Linked DNA regions of Gossypium hirsutum: region 2 is linked to region 1. Evidence: chromatin contacts called from public Hi-C data. All regions are on one chromosome and are shown on one strand. The core of a region is the stretch at or near the end of the contact, and the rest is flanking DNA. Distances in the headings are between cores, read along the strand shown. Region 1 has its middle 16 kb from the start of LOC107950327. Region 2 has its middle 19 kb from the start of LOC107934532.

Evidence for each region. Hi-C and Micro-C count contacts between places; a contact is called where the count stands out from the background.
Region 2: a contact with region 1 is called in a Hi-C map of leaf, with 2.8 times the contacts expected there. The contact joins two enhancer-like sites. A contact is called at or near these places in 5 of 34 Hi-C or Micro-C datasets (callus and leaf).

Annotation. Positions count from the first base shown.
Region 1 is chrA10:110,745,153-110,752,664 of Gossypium_hirsutum_v2.1, forward strand. It overlaps the pseudogene LOC107934540. Among protein-coding and RNA genes, the nearest start is that of LOC107950327, 16 kb to the right of the region's middle. Within about 2 kb of position 3,054, at least 8 of the 9 cell types and tissues checked have an H3K27ac peak or open chromatin away from gene starts, as enhancers often do. A contact at or near this core is called in leaf, where this site is marked.
Region 2 is chrA10:110,799,628-110,807,139 of Gossypium_hirsutum_v2.1, forward strand. It overlaps the pseudogene LOC121208099 and the pseudogene LOC107934536. Among protein-coding and RNA genes, the nearest start is that of LOC107934532, 19 kb to the left of the region's middle. Within about 2 kb of position 3,329, at least 8 of the 9 cell types and tissues checked have an H3K27ac peak or open chromatin away from gene starts, as enhancers often do. A contact at or near this core is called in leaf, where this site is marked.

The DNA.
Region 1 (7,512 bases), core at 1,804-4,303:
CGACTGTGTGTCCCTGTTTCATAAATTTTTATTCTGAATCACTTTTTGACATGTTTGAGTTTCTATGTGTTTTGACCATCGGCTAGGTCTTAGTAAGGGTGGTTGAGACTCTGTTTTAGCCCAAACTTATGTGTTATTCGTATTCGTAGCACTAATTTAATGGTTTGTTTAAGTGTTAAGTAGCATTACAACTGGTTCTAAATTTGATCGACTGATTAAGTGCACCTCTGATTTTGTTTGACTGATGTATGACAATTTGTAAGTTGTGTACATTGTTTCTGTGAGTCTGTTAGTGGTCTGTTCGCATGCATACATCTGCATAAAATTCTAGGTTTGGTTGCGAAAGAGAAGGAAGTATGATCTGATTTGGCAGTTTCAACTGCAATACATTTGTATATTGGTTTACTGCACTATACTATACATATGTCAGCTCAGCTGCGTATTGTAATTTGAGTGGCTTAGTTCCATGTATATGGTGTGTAAGGTGGATGGGCCTTTCAAGGTCCTATGTGGTGTGCATGGTTGGTTGGGCTTGATTAGCTCATATGTGGTGTGCAGGGTGGTTGAAGAGGTGTTCGGTTGGTGGGCTGGGTTTTTGACTTGTTGCATTTATACGCATATGATTATATGTCTTATTACATGTAACTGATTGTACGAGTATTGATGTTAGTGATATGATACTTAGGAATGATGTGTTTATGATGATACGTGTTTTGGTGTGTTTTACTATCGACTTATTGATGGGTTTTTCGGTTGATTTGTGTTCATATTCTGTTTCTGGAGTATTTGTCTTATTGTTTCGCTTTTCGTCGTTTGTTGTGTTTCAGACTTATACTAAGCTCGTGTAGCTCACCCCTTAGTTTTCCCCATTCAGGTACTTTCGTATTCTGACGCTGGACTCGACATATCGGAGGTCTCGGATTGATGCGTTATAAATCAGGCTAATAAAATCTTTTTTTGAATACTTTGATTTGTAAATTATTTTGGACTGTAAAACTCTATAGGGACTATGATACATTTCTAATTTGAGTTTTCGTAAATTGTTTTCTTTGGTCTGAAATCTAGAACCTACAGAACTTATTTTTGAATGCTTTTGACGTAATAAAAAAATTTTCTGTTTTGAATCCTAAAGGGCTAAACTGTTTAGTTTGAATCAAGCAAACTGCATTTGAAATGAGATTTTGATAATTCGTTTTATCTAAGCTCCATGTAACCTCGGTGATCCATGTAACCTCCAGGGTTTGGTCTAAGCTTCTAGGACAAGTTTTGGGGTGTTACACAGGAAAACTCGAGTTTTTACAAATTTCAGACATCGAAAAATATGACTGTCTGTGCCACACGGTCGTGTGCCAGGCCATGTGTTGGTCGTGCAATACACTGTTTACCAAATATGAGCCACACGACCAAGGGACACAGGCGCGTGTCTAGGCCGTGTGTCGGCATGTTAGTGCAAGGTGTACACATGCCAAAGACAAGGTCATGTTTCTAGGCCGTATATCTCACTGAGTAAAAGATAAGGATCACACGGGCCAGAGACATAGGCGTGTGTCCAGGCCGTATGACTCACTGTTTGTGATTTAGAACCATACGGACAAACAACACGGACATGTGTCAGGCCATTTAAGAGACACGACTGGGCACACGAGCATGTGGTGCCACACGGGCGTGTAGGTCAGATTTGTAATTCATCTTTAAGGCCGTGAGCATTGTTTAATGCAAACGTAGGCCCTCCATAGTATACTTATGATCTAAATTAGATCGTATGAGTGCTACTTGAAAATCTGAGACTGAGATATTGATTACGCAAATGTATATTGACTATGATGCCTGTTGATGATATTGATCTGTACCACCTAACTATGAATTGAATCTGAACGACTATGTGTACATTTTTTACATCTATAACTGCATTTGCATTGGGTGAGAATTATGTAAAGAAGGAAGTGATTTATTTTGATTCAATGGCTAAGCCACGACTTATATGTGAATTTGTTGTGTATTCGCCTATTGATCTGGTAGTTAACCTACAAATATTCTAGAAAGTGTTGTATCGACACTAAGTGGTGTGTAGGGATGAATCGATATTTAATACCCTATATCGTGTGTTAGGATGGTCGAAGATAGTGGGTAGCGAATAGGGGTAGGAATGACTGCATCTGTTTCTGATATGTTCTGTATCTGAATTAGAATTGTTCTGCCATATAACTGATACGTTAAATCTGTACTGAATACTCTCTGATTCCGATTGGACTTGAGATCCAAGAATTTATTATTATAAATGTGCTTTAGTTGAATCTATTCCTATTATACTTGGAGTTCACAACTCATTTGTTGTTAACTGATTTTCAGGTAATTCACAGTCTTGATCGAGTTGGGGTGACGGAAGCTCGGTCAATCTGCTTTATCACCCCGTTATTATAGTGTTAAACGTTTCAATACTCCTTAGTAGTACAACTTCTAGATTGTTGAATGATCGATTGATTTCTTTTTATTACTGTTATTAATTGTCGAATAGTTTTATGTTATTTTTGTTTATAAGAAGGTGGGTTTTACTAGTGGCGTCAATATAACTTTCCAGACTTGACCTTTGAAGCTTAGACCGGGTGTGGGGTGTTACAATATTTTATATAATTTATCATAATAATTCAGTTTTTAAAAATATAAATGGTTTATATCATTTTTATTTATTTATTTCTTGTGTGAAATATTATAATTTTATATAAAATGTTACGCATTAATTTTCTTTTTTGAAATTAAACGTTACACATTAATAATTCGTTTAAAGTATATATTTATATATTATGACCATTTAATTTTCATAATGACATGCTTTAGTTATGTTAAATTTCTTGTGTCATGATTTACACGGTAACTCATTTAGCTGAATTTACACAGTTACAAGCTTTTTAAATGTTCAGTATATTAATTGTAGTTTTGATCATTTATATTATTTATAAAGTTTTAAGGCATCATCAACTCAACATAGTTTTGATTCACAGTGTGAAATTATAGTGGATTAGTTGACCAAACTTGGGCTTGAAATCCTTGAATAAGGCCCCCATTTATAAATGGTCTAAGCCCACGGGCCTAGTAAGTCACTCCGCCAATGATAGATCCTACAAGAGTATAAAAATTGTTTTGTAATTCTTTAATTGAAAAAATCTGGTAAAAGTATCCTAGAGGTATGTATTAGGAGTCAAATTGTATGTTTTCCTCTCTATTTAAACAAATTAGATGAAATAGTAAATTAGTCATTTTTGTTAAAAATTTTACATACTTGTGTTGTAAAAACTAGCGTGCCTAACCAAATAATTATACAATGACACGTGGCATGCCACATGCACATGCACATCATGTTGAGATATAGAGATCAGTTTTTAAAAGTATAAATAGATGAATTTTTTAATAGAAATAACGAATTTATTTTTTGATCTAATGTACACAAATACTAATTTGTCCATTTTTTAAATAGAGGAGATAAAATGTAACCTAACTCCTACTACAAGGGCTTTTATGATACTTTTATCATAAAACTCTTTTATTAGAATTATTAACATTTGAGTATGTTTCTTAGATGTAAGTTAACATGAAATGCTTGATTGATTGTAAATCAATCAAATCCTTATTATATTTGCATTTTGTTCACATTATATAACATTCCACCCGCAATCTCACATTTTCAAACAATACCATAATGTTGAAATAGAGAGTATAAATTCAATACCATACATTTTTTTAGGTTATTTCAAATTACGGGCAAAACTAAAAAATTTGAATAAATTTTCTATTTATTTTTATTATTTCAAATAATTTCGTATTTGAAAAAAAAATTTCAAGTACAATTAAAAACAAAAATCTCCCTTTCTGTTAATAATGAAACCATAGATGTATTTAAAATTATAATTATTATATGCACTAAGAATTTATTTATTGGTATGTTAATTATAATTATAATTATGATCACTAAATTATGGCTAGTGAAGCAATTATTTTTCATGATTATTGTAATTACGATTTATAAAATTATTTCAACACTTATTGAAATATAAGTAGTAATAAATTATTATGGTTAATATGTTATATAAACACTTAAAAGAAAGAGAGGAAAAATTCTGCAAATGTATGATAAAATATTTGCTTACACGGTTATAGTTTTAAACAGACGTCATCAAACATCTTCACCAAATCTCTTTCAAGGGTCGAACAACGTTCTTAATATTGAAATTAGGGTGCTCCCACTCCACTGCTTCCCACCAATCTATTGGATACACTTGGATTCTCTGGAGAGAATTAGAAGGAGATAGTTTTCCTTCATCATCAATCTCAAGCTGTGGAAGATATAGAGGAATCCGCTTTAGCTTTGGACAATAACTTATTGTAATGGATTGGAGAGAATCACAACCCATTACTCCATTTTCACTACAAATGCGCTGCAATTGTACCAGTTTCCCCAATCTTTTTTTCTCGGATTCTGTTATTATTTCTTCCAATTCACTGCAATACCTAACATCCATCACTTCCAGGTTGCTTAGAACCCAATCAGCTGAAAACAATTTCTTAATTTTGTCGCAATTCCATAGAGTGATCTCTTTGAGGGAGGAAAATCTGTCGACTGATGATTCTCCAGCTCCAACTTCAACTATGACTTTCAAATTCTCTAACTCAATTAGATCCAGAGACTCGAGTTTTGAAGCTGATCACAGTGGGATGAAATTACAGATTCCAACTCACTACAACCACGAAGTTCACATTTTTTCAAATCAGTTGCATCCCTCAATCCAATATCGTTTATACTTCTCACACCCCTGCACTCTAGTACACTTAATTCCTTGATGCCGTATGGAAGTATAATTTCATCTCCAACATCAGTTTTAATCCCTTTAAATCTAACAACATTACTAAATACCAGGGGACGAACAGAGGTGATTTCAGAAACCAAATGGAGAGTTTATAAAGCGTTTTTCTCTTACTTGCAAACGTGTTCAAGCCACACACGTTATGGAACCAGTCCTCAAAAACCTCCAACTTATTCAATTCCCTCAACTCTTCTGCGCTTTCCAATTTAAAATGAACTGCCCAATACTGAAGCCGGCATAGTTTTGAGAGTGTTCCAGTAGGAATCCCCGTTAGACGAATGGTACGTTTAAGATTGAGATATCTAAGATTCACCAACATTTCCAAACCTTGAGGGATTTTCTCGATTCCACTGCCTCCAAGATCCAATTTCTTCAAAGCTTGAAGTTTCGATAAACAAGGCAAACTCCTTAAATTCCAACATCCTCTAAGTAACAATACTGTTTCTCCAAACTAGAAATAGAATTAGGCAAACTCTCCAAATAATTGCGTGAAAGATCAATAATCTCAAGGTTAGGAAAGTGCTCAAAGAAAAGATTCTGGAATTTCTTTCAATTCATTCCATGAGAGCAACAATGCTGTCAGCTTCGGAAATTTCAGGCATTTCATGGTTTGAGGAATTGTTGAGATGGAATTGCACATTAAAGAAACCTTCTCCAAATCTTCACCCCATTCCTCCATGTTTGGCACCTCTTCCAACTGCATACCAGCTTTTACCAGAAATCTTTTCCTTGTGATATGCAATGCCATATCTCTAACAAGATCATGCATTTTTATACATGACCTATCTTGAACCCTTTCTAGCAAACAGTTTTCTTCAAGCTTTTGCAAAATGGAATGACCGCTACCCTCCATTGCTTTTCTACTTCCCATTCCATCTATAAGCCCTTCTTCCATCCACTTTTCAATGATCTCATCTTTATCGATTACATCATCTTCAGGATATAATGCACAATACAAAAGGCAATCTTGGTCTATTCGTTGCAGACGATCATAGCTGAATTTTAAACATCCATACACCTTATCTTCCATATCGTTGATGTTTCTGATGTTGCCTCGTAATTCCTCTATAGCATCTTCCCACATACAAGGATCGGATTTTCCCCTCATACAACCAGCCAGTGTGACAACTGCTAGGGGAAGTCCACCACATTCCCTCACGGCAAGTTCCATTAATGATTCTAAAGTTGGATTGGGCAACATGTCTTGTCCAGCTTTGCTTAAGAATAAGTTCATGGCTTCCTCCATAGAAAAACAAGGAACTTTAACTTTCTTAAATCCCATTGATTCAACAACCCTTTCTCAGCGTGTGGTCAACACTAATTTGCATCCATTGGTTGTTATTGGCTCAAGGATTCCAACATCCTCAAAGGAAAAGCTTCTCCATACATCATCCAATATTAGCACATACCTCATTTCTCCTCTCAACATTTCTGATAACTTCCCTGCACGGACAGTTATATTTTCATCATCTGACAAGTTTCTCTCCAATTGAGAAGCGATGTCCTTTTGCAGCTTTCGAATATCGAAGACTTAAGATACAGTTACCCAAATCAATTTTCTAAATTTATCCTTCATAATAGTTGTTTTCCCTATTCCGCCCATCCCCCACACACCAACTAATCCAACTGCATCTCCCATCAAGTACTGATAAATTTCTTCTCTAACATTGGTCGCAACTACTACTTCCGGTGTAGGTAGATTAACCTCTATGGTAGAAGGATCATTAACAACCTAGCCCCCGGAGAAATTTCCTTCAGCATGCACTTCCTTCATTGCCTGAGTCGCCTCATCAACAAGCTTCCCCAAGCATGAGCGGAACAGATATTTTCCTTTACTGATTTTATCTTCAACATGTTGAGCATGACCAAGCTTTTGCTCTACTTTCTCAAACCATCTTTTAACTTCCTGCTTTGGCATTTTCCCGAAGTGATGCTCGTCTTCCAACTGCTGTTGAAAATCGGCCTCCTTGGCACGCAAATCCGCTTGTGCTTGATTGAAATCATCAACGTATTCAGTGAATTTCCTTTGGAATTTTAGATATTTGCTAGCATTACGACTGATGAACTTAATAACATCAAGGATATGCCCGATGAGTTCAGCCATTAAAAAGGTCTAGTTTTCCTGCATCAAATTTAGCATATTGTTTAAGAATATTAGAAAATCAAAAGGAGAATTACAATAATACAAATAGAGCCACCTGAGCTTGTTTAAGTGGTTGAATCCTCTAAGCATATGCAGTACTTATAACTTCAAACAAAATTCACTAAAATTACAGACATGATGGGAGGATACAGCACAGATCTGGTTGTTGACACCATAGGTCCCAACTCCAAACCACTAGATCTAGTCTTCAAATAATACATTTTCCCTTACAGACACAATAAGGCAGTTCATTTTGACATATATGCATATGAGATCCACATAAAGGGACTGAACAAAATGTCATATATGCAACATAAGTAAGATAACATAATATGTTAGAATTAAATACCCGAATTTTTATTTAAATAAAATACGATAGAAAATAAAAAAAAAAAAGTAAAATCCATAAAGAACTAGACTTCTTTTATTTTATTTTAGAATAAAGTTTTTTAAACCTTATTAAACTCCATCTATTTTATATTAATTAGGATAAAGTGTTTCAATCTAGTTCTG
Region 2 (7,512 bases), core at 2,079-4,578, 55 kb after region 1:
AGAAACTATCAAATAAAAACCTAAAAAGAGAATCGAAAATATATTGAGAACACAATACAAAAATGACACTTACACTATATTTGGTTGGGGAAATGGAATAGCATTCTCCTTGTTCATTGAATGGTAAACCATTCATTTGTTTGGTTGAACATAATATTCATTCAATTGAATGATTATTATTCTTCTATTACTTGTCTTTCCGTAATAGCTATTTTTTTATTTTATCAAAAATGACTATTCCATGCAACATTGAATAACAAAAAAAAAAGCTTTAGATTAATCCTTTAAAACTTGGACTTAGAAAATATAAAAAATAAAATATTTTTTAAATTTAAAATAAAATATTTTAATATAATTTAATATAAAAATAATTATATTAAAAATATTATTAAATTATATTTAATAATAATTATATTAAAATATGATTAATAAATAATCCTATTAAAATGTAATAACAACAACAATAATTAATTACCTACAAAAAAATTCTATTAAGGGTATTCTGGTCATTTTAAGTTTTTTTTCTTATGCTATTACAATAGTCCATTCAACAAACAAAAGAATACTATCACAATTCTATTCCATTCCATTCAACTAAACAGTTGAATTATTGATTAAAGCTGATCTATTCCATTACAACGAACCAAATGTAGTGCTAGGCTTTATTTGATAAACCATTGAAAATTAATTTTTTATGCATGTTTGATAATCCAAAATTAAAATTTTTTTGATAGAATATTTTCTATAAAAAAAGTATGGAAAATAATAAGTAGATAAGAGTAACTTATCACTTAATAGAGAATATTTTCAATTATTTCAATTTTACTTTATATTTATTTTAATGGTATATTATCTTATAAAAACTTTATATTTAAAATTTTAATTTTTGTTTAGAATAAGGTGAAATGTTTAAAAAAATAAAGATAAAATGTAGAATATAAATTTTTTATAATTTAAAATCTATATTTATCAAACAGTCTAACTATATTTCGTAATTAATTTTAAGTAGTATATCAAATAAAATTTATAACCTAAATTCAGTACTTAAATTTTCAACACTTGATTTTTTTTAATTTATCAAACAACACCTTAAAATGCACCATTCAATATGCGACACAAGCAGCCTATTTATAAGCCTCACCTTTGATCATCAAAACCAAATTTGAGATATACATCTCATTCAAATTTAAGTTAAAAATATCTCGCCGGTTGAGTCTTAATTCGATTAACATAAGCATTGCTATCAATGTAAAAGGACGTGAGTTTGGGTATATTGTATGTTCACTAGCTTAAAGTTTTTTAATTTTTTATTATATTATGTATATTCATTTTACAGTTCCTATTCAGAGTTTATAACTGCTCCTTTCAACAATATCATCTTATTGGGAATGAATTTTTTTTTAATTCAGTACAATTTTGAAAAAGAAAGAAAGAAAGTATTGGAACTAATTTATTTGAATAGAGAATATAAATGATATAATTAAGATGTGTGATCTTATCAATTATTTTAGTTTAACAAATTTGACCCGATTGATGCACAAATAAAGTAATAAATAATTTGTATTTAAATTTTTAATTAACATTAATTTTGAATTTAAATTTTATTATAGAATAGAAAAGTAGTAATATTTTTTATTATTCAAAAATCTAACTCTACTCATTCAAACCACATACACCTTTTATTACAAATATTTTTTCAGAATTTGGATTTTTCTGTTTGCATATACCTAAACCCAACGAATATTTTTCAAAGTTTAAGCTTTTAGAATGTAGCTTTAAGGCATCATCAACTCAACTTGATTCACAGTGTGAAATTATGGTGGATTGGTTGACCAAACTTGGGCTTGAAATCCTTGAATAAGGCCCCCATTTATAATTGGTCTAAGCCTACGGGCCTAGTAAGCCACTCATCCTAAATGAGTATAAAATTTGTTCTGTAATTCTTTACTTGATAAAAATTGATAAAAGTATCATACGTTTTGTATTAGAAGTTAAAATGTATTTTGTTCCCTCAAATAAATTAGTAAATTAATCTTTATACATTAGATCAAAGAGTAAATTAGTAATTTTTATTAAAAATTTCATTTATTTGTACTGTTAAAAACAAGCGTGCATAACCAAATAACCAGACAATGACACATGGCGTGCCACATGCACGTCATGTTGACATATAGAGACCAATTTTTAAAAGTAAAAATAGATGAGCTTTATAACAAAAATGACTAAGTTGCTCTTTAATCTAATGTACAAATACTAATTTACTATTTTTTTAATAGAAGGGGCAAAATACAACCTAACTCCTATTACAAGGGTCTCCATGGTACTTAGAATTATTAACATTTGAGTATATTTCTTAGATGTAAGTTAACATGAAATGCTTGATGGATTGAAAATCAATCAAATCCTTATTATACTTGCATTTGGTTCACATTATGTAACATTCCACAAGAAATCTCACATTTCTAAACAATATCGAAATATAAAGTATAATCTTAATACTTTACATTCTTTAAGCTATTTCAGATTACAGGTGGAATTAAAAAATTTGGATAAATTTACCCTTTTTTTATTATTTCAAACAATTTCATTCTTTTTTCTTAAATAAAATTTAAGTCTAATTAAAAACAAAACCCTCTCTTTCTCTTAACAATGAAACCATAGATGTTTTTTTTAAAAAATTATAATTATTATATGTACTATTAGTATGTTAATTATGATCAATAAATTATGGTTAGTGATATAATTACTTTTCTTAATTATTGTAATTATTATTTATAAAATTATTTCAAAATATAAGATGTAATAAAAATAAGACTTACCATAATTTAATGAAAAATAAGACTAAAAAAGTATTAAAGGAATTAAATTTAATGTTATAAAAACAAATTCTATAACAACAATTTAGTAAAATATTTTTTTAGGTAATATTATACTCCGTCAACCAAACATTAAAATATTACATTCCAACTGAGTGAACCAAATAAGGTAATATAACATAATCGATATTCCATACTATAATCTTACATTCTCGTAATTTTATTATTAAAGGTAATTTACATTCTTTAAATTAAACACACTCCTAAGAGGAAGGGCGAAATAAAGAATTTGATATGAAAGGATCGGAATAAAATTATAGAATTTTGGAGGCAAAACTAAATTTTTTTGTTTTGAAAATTGAAAAATTAATGATTGGGAGGGCCAAACTATTATCAACACAAGGTTATCATCATTATATAAATTACCATAAGGTTTCTTATCCTTCCCGGCCGATGAGGAATCGAAGCACGTTGTCTTATCTATCTTTGACACTTGGCGTAACATCATGTTAGTTCCTCAGCCTTCACAATCACACTAGAGTTTGTGAACTCAGCTTAACCATACTTGAATTTCAGATATGAACAACATATATTTTAAAGTTTCTTGAAACATATTAAAAAAAAATAAAGAATCAAAGCAAGATAGATCCAAATGGTCAATGACTTGTTCCAATTTGCTACACATGAGGAAGATGCCAAAAGATGCATGGCCCAGTAATTAAAACCCTCATTCCTCCATATACCAATCAATTAGAGTCTAATATAAGTATATTCTGAAAGCATATGCTTTTTCATGTGAATTATTCCTCAGAATATGCTTTTTATTGAAGTGTGGATGATGTTAGCAAAGACTTGCAGGTTTGGACCAAAATGGATAATCCTACATTATCAACATATTCTCTTGATTTTACATGCAAGATTGGATATGTTCTTTTTCTTTTCATGAAAATGCATTATTGAATGTGTTTGTTTATGGTCATCTAAGCCATTTTTCATCTCGCCAATTCTTTGTTCAAGCAGTTTTTGGATAATCGAACCGATAGAATACACCCGCAGAAATGATGTTTAGATGACCATCAACAAACAACTTCATCTTATTGCATCAAGTGTTCAAGATTTAAGGTTTTGTTACGGTTTAAAACCACCTTTTCCAATCAACATTCTTTCCATCTCTACAAAAGTTTCGAGTGCCAAATCTTTCCATAAAGGTGAAATCAAGAATTTTATGTTGGGGGTCGGAATATAAAGGAGACGAATGGGATGGAGTTAGAAGTGACTGGAGATTCAAATCGAAACTGTAATGGGATGAGCTATTTTGCGGTTGTTATTCTCTTTGGTCAACTGTTTTACACTTGCGATAAACACGACACGAAAGAAAACATGTCATGATTGCCGAAGAACTTGGTTTCAGAGAAGCAATTCAGAACTGAAAAAAAGGGTAAGATTCTTTTGTTCTTCATGGAGTGAAACTCCCAGCTACTTGTCTTAGCTCTTTGATATTATCTTAGGCTTTCCAATGTTTCCTTTTGTCGGAACTTCCAATGCTTTGTTTGTTCAAACTGAAGATGGATTAAGTGTCATCAGTTGAAGTATATCAATCTATCTATCTGTCTATCTATATATATGTATATAATCAACTTTAATGGCAATCAATTTGGAAGCAAGAATAGCAATGGTCCAAAGGATACATATGATTTATGTTTCCGCCATGGTGGGAAAGTTTTTGTCTTGTGAAAGTCAATAATATTGTTTAGGAGCACTCAAAAAAGTTACAAAATTTTAGGGGACAAAGCTAAAATATTACCTTCAAAAATTTAAAATTTACTATTTTAGGTATCAAAGATAAAAAATAGTTAAATAGAATTATTAATTTTTTAGAAAGGTTAAAATATAAATTTTCCGTTTAATTAACAGCTATAATTTTTTAAAAAAGGCAAAGCAATTTTTATTAATTTTTAAAATTTAAATTGCAGAGAAGTTGATTTCTAAATTAGCAATTTAATTAAAGATTTTAACTGCATTACTTATTTGGTTAGTATAATAAATTTATAATTAACCCGTACAAACGAGAATAATATGTACAGAGAAAAAATTAAACATGGTTTTTGGAACTAGCTAGATCGATAACGGTCAGGATATCGGTTCGTGGTTGGAAATAAGAGGTTAAATCAATTGGTTCGTAAATCAATATGGACCGGATTAAAAAATAAGTTTGAATGTATAATTAAATCAATTGAATTAAATTTTTAATATATTTTTTTCATTTTTATGAATTTTTAATCAAATTAGATGAATCGATTTAACTAAAGAACAAATAATCTAACTAATTCAACCATTAATCTAATTTTCTAGAATATATATTTAAAAATTTAAGATTTTTTTTACAATTTTCTAAAACTTAAATACCTATTTTAATTTATACAAAATTTTTAATTTTTATATATTATTTTGAAATTTATATTTATATTCTAGATTTTTATAAAATAATATGGGTAAACTACAAAAATAGTCACTTTTATTTGCCTTAGATTACATTTTAGTCACTTTAAGTTTGAATGTTACGTTTTAGTCACTTACGTTATCGTTTTGTTACAAAGTAGTCATTCAACAGTTAAACTTCGTTGCCTCCCTAACGGCAGTCCTACGTGGTAGTCCAAATAGGTTTTAAATGCCAACTTAGATGTCCATTTGTTGGGATGGAAATAAGTTTTTAATTAAATAAATTAAATTTGAACTGCCAAGTAAGACATCCAAGTTAACATTTAAAACTCATTTGGACTGCCACGTAGAATAGCATTTAGGGAGGTAATAGAGCTTAATGGTAGAGTGGTCACTTCATAACAAAATGATAATGTAAGTGACTAAAACGTAACATTTCAAACATAAGTGACTAAAATGTCATCCGAGACAAACAAAATTGACTATTTTTATAATTTACCCAAAAAATATTTAATGTGTATACTTGAAACTCTAATTGTATACATGAAATTTAATTTGGTATAATTACACACATAAAACTCTAATTGGGGTCCAAGTGTATACTTGAAACTTTAATTTTGATTTAATCATACACATTTAAAGAAATAATACATTAATTTATTTTTATATTGGATAAATATATTATTTATGTATGCAATATAAAAACATAAAATGATGTTATATCAATAATTATTTTAATAATTTACAAGAATTGGATCAAATTAAAATTTATATATACAATTATACATTAAATCTTAATTCATGTATAATTTTAGGATTTATCCCTTATACATCCCATCCATACTTTATTTTTATTGCAAAGTTGCTTCAATTCTACTCTCTCAACAAAAACAATGCCTTTAATTTGGGGAAGAAAAATATTAATTATATTAGTAGAGCTTTTAGACTTTACAAGTAGAAGTAATGATTGATAAGTGTTATATAGAGATATTAATAAATATTAAAAAAAGAAATATTTTAAAAAAATAAATAACTATTTTTTAAAACTGTTTATGGAATAAAAAAAGAGAGTACATTGTTAATATATTAGATACTAAAGTATAAATGCATCACCAAAATTAAAATTAAACCTTTTAAGAGCCAAATATGAAAGACTTATAAAATAACCTCTTTGGATATCGACCTGTATAAACAACGGAATAGAAAAAGTAAAAAAGATCGAACACAAATATTACGTGAAAAATTCCTCCGAACAGGATAAAAACCACGGACAAAAGAGGCTTCACTAATTCGACAAACCATTGAAGAGTACAAGATAAAAAAAAATCAAAACCAAAACAATAAAACCCAAATAATCACTAAAAGAAGAGTACAAGATGCAAATACAAGATAGTTGAAGTCATGAAGCAATAATTTTACAGCAGAAAAAGAAAATATTTAATCAAGAATCTTGAATTGCAGCTAATTTTAAAAATTAAAACCTCTAGAATTGAAAAGCAAAGAACATCACAACCTTCGTCTTCTTCAATTGTATCTACCAAAACAATAGACCAAGACAAGTATTAGTATAATAAACACTTAAAAGAAAGAGAGAAAAAGATCTGCAAATGTATGATAAAAGATTCGCTTACACTGTTATGGTTTTAAACGGACTTCATCATACATCTTAAAACCATCCCCTATCATCCCCAAACTTGAGCAAGGGTCGAACAACGTTCTTAATATTGAAATTAGGGTGCCCCCACTCCACTGCTTCCCACCAATCTATTGGATATACTTGGATTCTCTGGAGAGAATTAGAAGGAGATAGTTTTCCTTCATCATCAATCTCAAGCTGTGGAAGATATAGAGGAATCTGCTTTAGCTTTGGACAAAAACTTATTCTAATGAATTGGAGAGAATCACAATCCATCACTCCATTTTCACTACAAATGCGGTGCAATTGTACTAGATTACTCAATTCTAACCTCCTCAGTTTGGGGAAAGGGAATTTGATGGTATCATTATTGGAACCCAATCTTTTTTGCTCGGATTCTGTTATTATTTCTTCCAATTCTCTACAATTCATAACACTGATCTCTTCCAGGTTGCTTAGAACCCAATCAGCCGAAAACAATTTCTTAATTTTGTTACAATCATTTAGAGTGATCTCTTTGAGGGAGGAAAATAAGCCGACTGATGATTCTCCAGCTCCAGCTCTAACTTCAACTATGACTTTCAAATTATCTAAGCCACTTAGATACAGAGACTCGAGTGT